Regions from separate parts of the Mus musculus genome. Here region 1 is linked to region 2. A link is a contact called in public Hi-C data. All regions are on one chromosome and are shown on one strand. The core of a region is the stretch at or near the end of the contact, and the rest is flanking DNA. Distances in the headings are between cores, read along the strand shown. Region 1 overlaps Arhgef10 (Rho guanine nucleotide exchange factor (GEF) 10). Region 2 holds the start of Cln8 (CLN8 transmembrane ER and ERGIC protein).

Region 1 (4,333 bases), core at 561-3,060, 77 kb before region 2:
GATAGCAGGGGCCTTCTCCAGTTCCGTGTTCCTAAGACAGAAGGGGCAACCCAGGGCTAGTCTCCCATGGACCCCAGGGCTGGCTGGCTGGACTTCTGCAGTCACCCCGCAACCATGGCTCCTTCAGGAGTACCCAGGCCAGTACAGCTGCAAATGGGTCACCAGCCAAGGGCACACATGCAAGGGTGAGTCAGGGTGCCCACCTCAATCTGCAGAACCCTCTGTCCTTCCGGAAGACAGTTCTTAAAAGACACTGTTTCTGAGAACACAGTCTCCCCTTTATCTCCATTATGGGATGTGCTACACAGTGCACACTGTCTGTGCATCAGAAGGTCTGCTCCTAAATTTCTTCAGGATAGCCTGGCCTGTGCCACATTCACTGGCAGCTCGCAGGACCCAGCACTTGGTTCATCACAGGCTCATAATAAATAAACATGAACAACAATACCACATCATTAAACTGAAATGCCCCCTGGGGATGGCAGGGCCCTTAATTCGTCCTGCGGATCCCATCTGTAAGGCATGCTGTAAAGCGGGGGGATGAGGAAAGGCTAATCAAGGGAGACATTAACAGATGAAGTCACATGCCCACCAAGTCACCACCTCAAAGGGCATGGCACTCCACCAATATCAGCAGCAGGACAATGATACGCGTCATGCCAAGGCATGGGCGCACCCACAGTGAGAAGCAGAGCAAACTTCTAGAAGGCGGAACAACTGCCTCGCTGCTGAAGAGTGTGAAAAGCTGCTGTCAGAAGCTGCCATTCCCTGAGGTAATCTCTGAGCTTCCTTAAAGACAGGAGATCAGCATCGGCCTGCAAAGTGTGGTCTGCAGGTCTCCAGGACTCCCCACATTGTAGTGGGCTGGTGCAGACCTTGTCATCACTGAGGTGGGGCCACCTGCCGTGCAGCTTTCCGCCTTGGCTGGCTTCTTTTGAGGTGTCAACTGCCCTGCTCTTCTCTGAGATCCTGCTGCCTGCTGAGACACCTTTGAGACATCCATGTTGCGCTGGGTCTTCCGGGCTGGCAGCTACAGTCACCAAGGATGGACTGGCCGGGGAGGGGGAGGGGCGGGTGGGGGGGGGGGCTTCTCCCTTTTAAGCACAGTCTCTTAGTAAACTCACGGGCCTTGATCAGAGAAAATTTGTCTTGGCTTCATTATTTCTCTCGCCGTCTAGTCTCTCTTTCACCCTAAGCCTGCCTTCCAGGAGTACCCAGTTCATGTAGGTCGCGGGCGGCTTGCAACTACAGATTGGCGCCTGAACAGGTTCTTCTTAACAGGACATACAGCAATGCTTCTGAGCTCAGCGTGAGGACAGCACCCCTCTCCTGGGGAGTAGCTCCTCTGAGCTGCTCCACACTCAGCCTCTAACCCCACACCTCACCCTCAGACAGTGGGCAAGCCCGGCTCTGTTCTGCTCTGCTTCGCTGGCTGGCTCCTCTTTCCCCCACTTTCCTGTGGTTAGCACCTGCTGTGGCCTTCACAGTGCTATGGGAGAGGTGGTGGTTGTCCGGGATGACTCAGCTTTGCACAGAAATTGGGATGCAAAGGTCACAGCAGCACACAGGCCTCCAAGAGAACGAATCCTTTTCCGGTTTTTCCTTCCACGGGAGTTGGTCAAGCCATCCTGCTTTGTATTTTTTCTTAAGGTTTCTTACTGATCCTAACCCCATTCTCCATTTGCCTAGTACAAGTCACCAACAGAAAGATGCTTTTAAAAAAAATGTAAGTCTGTGCGTCTACTCTGGATCAGAGTCATCAGTGGCTGTCTGGATACTGAGGATCAACCCTGGCTACAAACACACTTTAGGACTGACTGCAGTATAAACAGTCATCACTGTTCACAGAGGCCCAACACAACCTGCAATAGACACTCCTGAGTAATTTAATGGGTGTTCTAACGGCGCATAGAAAGATATTCAGTTTCCCCTTGGATACAATTGCAATGAATTGTGACAATTTGGAAAGACATTCCCTTCCTGTGTGTCCCCTCCCTCCATTCTTCCCTCCCTCCTCTTGCTGCTCATCTCCCTGCGATCCACTGGGATGCTCTAGGCTGCCCCGTGGTATTTCAGTTCTAGCTCAGAGTCTAGATAAAGGTGCATCTTGCTTTAAGTGGGGGCAAATTCAAGAGTCTAATAGCTGATACTGTGTTCAAAGAGCTAGCCTACTAGGCGGTGACCAATACTGTGTTCAAAGAGCTAGCCTACTAGGCGGTGACCAATACTGTGTTCAAAGAGCTAGCCTACTAGGCGGTGACCAATACTGTGTTCAGAGAGCCGACCTACTAGGCAATGACTGAGCTGAATGGCCTAACATTCTAGGAATTAGAGGAGCAGAAAGGATTTTTCCTAAATGCTCATGTCCAACCAAAAGGCTGAGCGAGTTTAAGTGTAGGCTTTCGTGCTTCTGAGTGTGTCAGAAACAAATTAACCTGAAGGTTAACGCTTGTTAAGGTTTATGGAGCGTTCCCGTTCATGGGTTTAATCGGAAGCAGAGGTCACCGATGGACTAGCTAGTCTTTCTTCCCGTTTAAACAGGCAGAGGGGAAATGGCAATGGCTCCTGCTCTCAGATCAAAATCTCTAGGCCAAATGGTGACCAGTGATAGCAATTCCAACCACTGTGCAGTGCTGAGTCACCCACAGCACTGCTGTCCCTCCACTGTGCAGTGCTGAGTCACCCACAGCACTGCCATCTCTCCCACCTCACTGTGAAGGCCACACACATGAGCTCATTGTGGAGAACCAAGGAAAAGCGGAGACAGGCAGCAGAGAGCAGAGCCTGCCTGTGGTCTTCCCATACCACCTTCGACCAATGAGGCGCAGACACCGGGCTCTGCCATGTCAAGACAGACAGACTGACAGACTGAGCTGTCCCAACAGACGCGCCATCCCAGTTCCAGTGGGGAACTGGGGCCAGGCTTGCAGGGCTGTCACTTACGTGGCTTCGCGTTGGCCACCACGGCCAGGCTCTCAGGTGAGTGTGCAGCGTGGTGCCGACAGTGCTCCCCGGCGCCAGAGCCTCCATTGTACTGAATCACATCCACGTGACCTAGAGGGACACTCCACTTGAGCAGGTACCTCTGGCTCATCACGGCATGGCTTTCATGTGAGTTCCTAGAGCAAACAGAAGCCTGTCACTTTATGGATTACCACAGGACCAAGCTCCCATGCCGCCTCCGGTCCCTCACGCAGCCTGGAGCAGCCGTCTAGTTGTCATGGCACTCGGAATCCTCATGCAAACAGCAGTCACTGGCTCCAGCTAAGACCTCCAGCAGGAAGGGCAGGGGAAATCCTCTACAATTCCACCAAGACCTGTGAACTCATGGCCACAGGGTCCGAGGATTCTGGATAAACTATCCCAAGTGTGCAGAGACGTTCTCTGATCTGACTCCAGCTTCCCCCTTATTCCTATGCAGTTACTTTATAACCACATCAATAAACTCAAGTCACAGCTCACACTCCACGACTAAAGCACTGGCCGAGTACACAGAGGTGAAACAAAAACCTAAGGCTTCTCTTCTTTTACCATAACGTGGAACATGGACACAGAGAAACGCACACACCTGTGATCAGAGGAGCTGCTCAGCCTGCAACTCATGTAATTATGCGCACACACAGCGACAGCCTTGCACACAGCCTCTGCCTGGCCACCCTGACCCTCGTGGTCACCGTCCTTCATTTGCTGACCACAAGTCAGAGGCTTGGTGAGTGGAGTGACTCTGGCTCTCAAGAGTCACCCCACATATCCTCTGCCCAAATCCTGTGGTAGTGGGAGAAAGGTGACCCCCTACTCACAAGAGCCATGGTGGCAATAAAGTGTCAGGTGATGCCAGCAGAAGCTGCTCGCCAGCTAAGGGCGCTGGCTCCACAGCAACCCATGCTATCCGAGAAAGCACCAAGGGTGCAGCGTTAAACACGGAGGATACTGCATTTAATACAAGATGGGTTCTCTTCCATGCTACCTACCCTAGAGGATCCTGCCCTCCCAGATCTCCTCAGCTTAGCTCAGTAGCTAAGCGCCAAGGAACCGTTCTCACGCCAAACTGAGGGAAAGAACTAATGGGGACTAAGTGTGGACAGATCCAAAGGAGAAATATCTATCAGAGGTATATTTGGAGAGTCAGCTATGTGACAACAAAGGGCCCCAGGTGACAGGGAGTAAGAGGACTCTGTTCAGAGCCAGCTCCAGCACCAGTCTTCCTGAGATCACCTGTATGGCACCCGATTTCCGCCGGCAGACCCACGGACCCACAGGATTTAAAACTCAGCTCACAGAGCTGGGGTTACAGCTCAGTCCCAGAGTCTGTCTGTCATGAATAGTGCTCTGG
Region 2 (4,261 bases), core at 1,339-3,838:
CCCTCTTCCCACTCACTCTCCTCACATGGCCTGACTCAGGGTTGTGTTCTCCCATGGTCCAAAAGGCTGTGGGTTCACTGCACTCACTGGTTTTGTGTCTAAATGTAGAAAGCATGTTAATAAGAAATAAGAACAGGACTGAGTCGGATCTTGCTAGCTCACATCAGCCGTGTGTGGTTGATAAGAGTTAGATGAGCAGTCAGCTCTCCCGCTCAGGTCAGCTCTGCATGTAGCAGATATGAATGAAGTACTATGTGATGACGTAATGCTAGAGAGTGGCCACCCCTTGGAGCTAAGAAAAGCAGAGGCTCACAACAGCCAGGCAGAAACCTTGATGCTCCAACAGTGAAGATCATTGTGCTGTCTGGCTCTCCGACCAGAGGACATCTGACTGATTGCTGACCAGGCTGAATCAAGTTAAGGGGATCCAGAGGAAGAAGTTGCTCCCCCGAGCGAGGGACAGATTGGGAGCCTTGCCTGTGAGTCTCTCTGCCACTTACTTCTGAATCGGGTACCCCATGCGTGAGTTGTGGACTGAGGCTTGTCATTGGAGTGCTGAGCCTTGCCTATGAGCCTCTCTCTGCCATCTGCTTCTGAGTCACCATGCCAGTGTTGTGAACTGATGCTTGTCACTGTAGTGAATAAACCTTGAGGTCAAATGGTTATCTGGACTCTTTCCTTCCCAGCCTTAAGCTGGGCGTGACTAGCATGCTGACTCTCACATCTTAGCTCGGCACTCTCTGGTTACTCAAGGCAGGTACCCTCCCACACTGGCTGATACCCTTCCTTGACATATCATAGAGCAATAGATGGACTGTAGGCACGAGGATTCTCCTAACACTTTCAGAAATCACACACAGGCAGCTGGCCAAAGTATTTTCCCAGTGCCAAAAGACATGTATGCTTAACAAAGCTGAAAAGAAAACGTATAAGCCTGGAAATAGAGAACTGAAACCCGTTCTCCTCCGAGAGAGCCCTAAGCAATACCACGGGTTTGGGGGCACATGCTGAGTCAGTCTTTCTCTAGATAAAACGTTTCCTTTTTATTAACAGAAAGGAATAAACACACGGCAGCTGTTTACTCTGCCTTTGCCTTTTGCAGCACATCGGGCATGCCCCTCACTAATCCTGTCCCACGTGGTTCTCAGTGGCCTAAGAGAAACACTACTGGGACTTATTTACCTATCCACTAACTATCCTAGCCGGATTCTCCAGATTCTCACTATCCGAAGAGATTCGGTCCTGAATAGCACAGGGAGAGCTTTCAAGGTCTAGGAGCTTTGTTTCCATAACAACTAGCACCTAGAGGCTAGGGCGGGTCTACCAGAGCTTGGGTGGGTGTAGTGGAATCTCATATTTTCAGAATATCTGAGGTTTCCTTAATCATAGCCTTTCCCACTCTTCCTAGAGAAAAGTTTAAATAAAAAAATACAAAACACGGGAACAAGTCCAGTGTATAGCTACAGATTTCATACATAAACACGGTCAGAAAACAAATATCGATACCGACATGAATTCAAACAGTACTTAGGAGCAGCCACCTACTCTGTCATTCCGACGACTCTGAAAGCCTTCTAAAAGGGCTTAGGCACCCTTTTCTAAGGCAGCAGCACCCTAGCCCCAGGACCTCCCACGGTGTGCTGAGAGCTAGGGGTCCTTCCTATTCCCGCTCCCCTTCACTAAGTGCTGACACCACCCAGTCCTACCTCGCGGAGATCTGACCAACATCGCCTTTCACCCTCTGGTCCCATGATGATCCACACTCAAGTTCCTCATCCCCTAGCACTGTACAGACCTAGCCCAGCGACCGTGGTCCATCACTTTGCTGCCCCAAGTTCTCTTGCGACCCAGGTCGACCTATCCAGTCGGACCCAGTCTGAATCGTCCACCCGCGCCCACGGTGGCCCAGGACCTATACACCAAATGGAATGCTTCCTCCTCGGGTGGCCAAGCAAAGACTGCGCTGCTGCAGGCAGGTGTATACAGGGTGCCCTTCACGTCTCACCTGCATTCAGGTGAGCAGAAGGGGGGCGCCGCCTCTTGGTCCATCAGCTGCTTAGACTCGCTGTCCCAGGAGCTCCTGAGCCGTAGACACACCTCGTGACCGGAGCCAGATAGAATACCGGTCGCTGAGTGGCACTGGAGACTAGGGCCCCACGCCCATCTGTGTCCCCGCCTCAGCTGGGCACCCCGCTTTCAGGCCATCCCGCCCCTAGCACCGGAGAAATCACCCACGACAGTGTCGCGCGCTGAGCAAACACTATCCACTGCGCACGCGCACTGCTGAAGCCCTAAGCCTCGCCTCCCTAGGACGCTACCAAGGTAGACTCGGGGGGCACGAGTTGGGGTAGGATCATCCCATCCAGCGCCATGGGGGTGCCTGGAGCAGGCTACACAGTTCGCAGCGCGCTATGCTAGATTTGACTATCGTAGCTCAAGTTGGTGCTGGGACCTTAAGAGTGGTACGGAGGGATCAGTGGAGGAATTCCTCAACCCCCACCCCAACTGACCTTCCACGATCCTCTGTGTGGACCGTCCCCCAAGACCCTCCTACGTACACCCCTTCACTCCCTGTCCCTTCCCTCTTTCCTAAGTCCCTAAGGCCTCTGACGTCAGAGCGCAGAGGTGAAACGCAAGCGCACGCGTCTCCTGGTTGGTGCTGCCAGAGCTCCAGGCGACTGCATGGAGTCGAAAAACTTGCTCAGGCCGACAAAATGGACCGCACTGTGTCCCTTGCTACAGCAGCATTGTCTTCCAGGCGGTGGTAACCAGCTCCTGTCTGCACAAGTACAGTTCGGGCTTACGGTCCCTTAGGAAAAGGTGGCTGTGAGGCGTGTGCAGAGCTACCCTGTGCTCCTGCTAAGAGCCGAAGCTAATTCAGAGCCAGCATTATGAGAAGAGCAAAGACCTCCCGACCCATTCCATGTACCTACTAACCAAGCGGGGCTGGTAGGGTAGCGGTGAGAGGTGCGGAATCAGTCCCCTCTCTCTGAGCAGATAATCAGCACTTAGTACCCTCATCTACCTAGCATAGCAGGAAAACCAACCTGGCTCGGGATTCACGTCTGGCCTCAGCACTCCTTGTGCAATGTCTGCTAGTCAGGTGCTTGCAATTGCCTGGCCCTTATCTAGACAGGGCAATTGCCCACCCTACCCTGGATTGCAGACAGGTGGCCACATAACAGAGTCCTCCCTAGAGCCCTTTATCATACCATATCTTGATAATTAACAAGATAGCTGGTTTAAAAGACTAGAAGGAATAGCGTCCTGTACATACCCACCCTCCTGGTTCTGATATTGTCTCTGAACACCCAGGAATTGCAACATAGTTAACCAGGCCACCTGCAGAAATACCTTTGAGAAACATCACACAAGATGGATAGAATGGCTAATGAGCTGTGACTTCAGCCCTGTGCCCCTGTGACTTGTGATAAGGGTCCCTTTACAGCAAAGATTTTACACCGACGTTCAAGTTCTGTTATTTTCCTGAGGTTTCATCAATATTTGGTGCACCCCAGAGTCCATGGTTGGCACCTTAGTTTTTCCACTTGGCTGGTATGAGCAATAACATAGTTTCAAGACCACCCTAAGCTGCTTGAAACCCTGTGTCAAAATAACAAGAGAGATCTGGGTGTGTAAACAGCGTTTAGTAATACTGACCTTTGGCCAGGTGGAGATAGGAAGGTCAGGGGTTAAAGGTCATCTTCAGGGAAGGAGTTGATTTTAAGGTCAGCCTGGGTTAGACTGTTTACAAACACACCTTTCCTATCTGACCGCAGTTCCTGCATCATCACCTGCAAGTTTGCACCCCAGGCACTGTTTCCATCTGGCCAGCCTGGCTGGATGTCTCCTCTAAGCCCTCCTTAAGCCTCTCTTGTGTCAGGTTCCCACACCACACAGCTCACTCATCCATCCAGATGTTACAGTTGCCTGTCCCAGGCACTATGACCTCGACTGTTAGTCTCAGGCAGTTGCCCTCTGTTACTGTGTCATAGGCCGTTTGGAGAAGGCAAACTGGAATGACTTTAATGGAGGTGGGGGGGGGGGTTAATTTAACCCTCATTTCCTGGTAGCAAAATGTACTCATTGCGATATTTCATTGTTTCTTCAAGAAGACATCTCTTTCTACCATGCGAGTCCTGGGTATTAATGTTCAGTGTGGCATGCCCAGAAATACACACAAATAAAATAATAAACAGATTATTTTTTTCTTACAAGGCATTAGCAGGTAGACAATAAGAATTCTCTTGCCAGGTATTTG

The links. Hi-C and Micro-C count contacts between places; a contact is called where the count stands out from the background.
Region 1: a contact with region 2 is called in a Hi-C map of CD8 T cells, with 3 times the contacts expected there. The contact joins the enhancer-like site here to the promoter of Cln8 in region 2. A contact is called at or near these places in 2 of 39 promoter capture datasets (liver and pre-B cells), 3 of 484 Hi-C or Micro-C datasets (CD8 T cells and Th1 cells), 3 of 115 datasets of contacts at active chromatin or transcription factors (embryonic stem cells and extraembryonic endoderm stem cells) and 2 of 9 other capture datasets (adipose tissue and liver).

What each region holds. Positions count from the first base shown.
Region 1 is chr8:14,962,873-14,967,205 of GRCm38.p6, reverse strand. Arhgef10 (Rho guanine nucleotide exchange factor (GEF) 10) reads right to left here. Exons shown (of 29, transcript NM_172751.3): 18 at 2,944-3,119. Among named protein-coding and RNA genes, the nearest start is that of Gm16350, 3.8 kb to the right of the region's middle. Within about 2 kb of position 1,810, at least 32 of the 459 cell types and tissues checked have an H3K27ac peak or open chromatin away from gene starts, as enhancers often do. A contact at or near this core is called in CD8 T cells and Th1 cells, where this site is marked.
Region 2 is chr8:14,886,863-14,891,123 of GRCm38.p6, reverse strand. It overlaps Cln8 (CLN8 transmembrane ER and ERGIC protein), which reads right to left and starts at 2,588. Exons shown (of 3, transcript NM_012000.3): 1 at 2,006-2,588.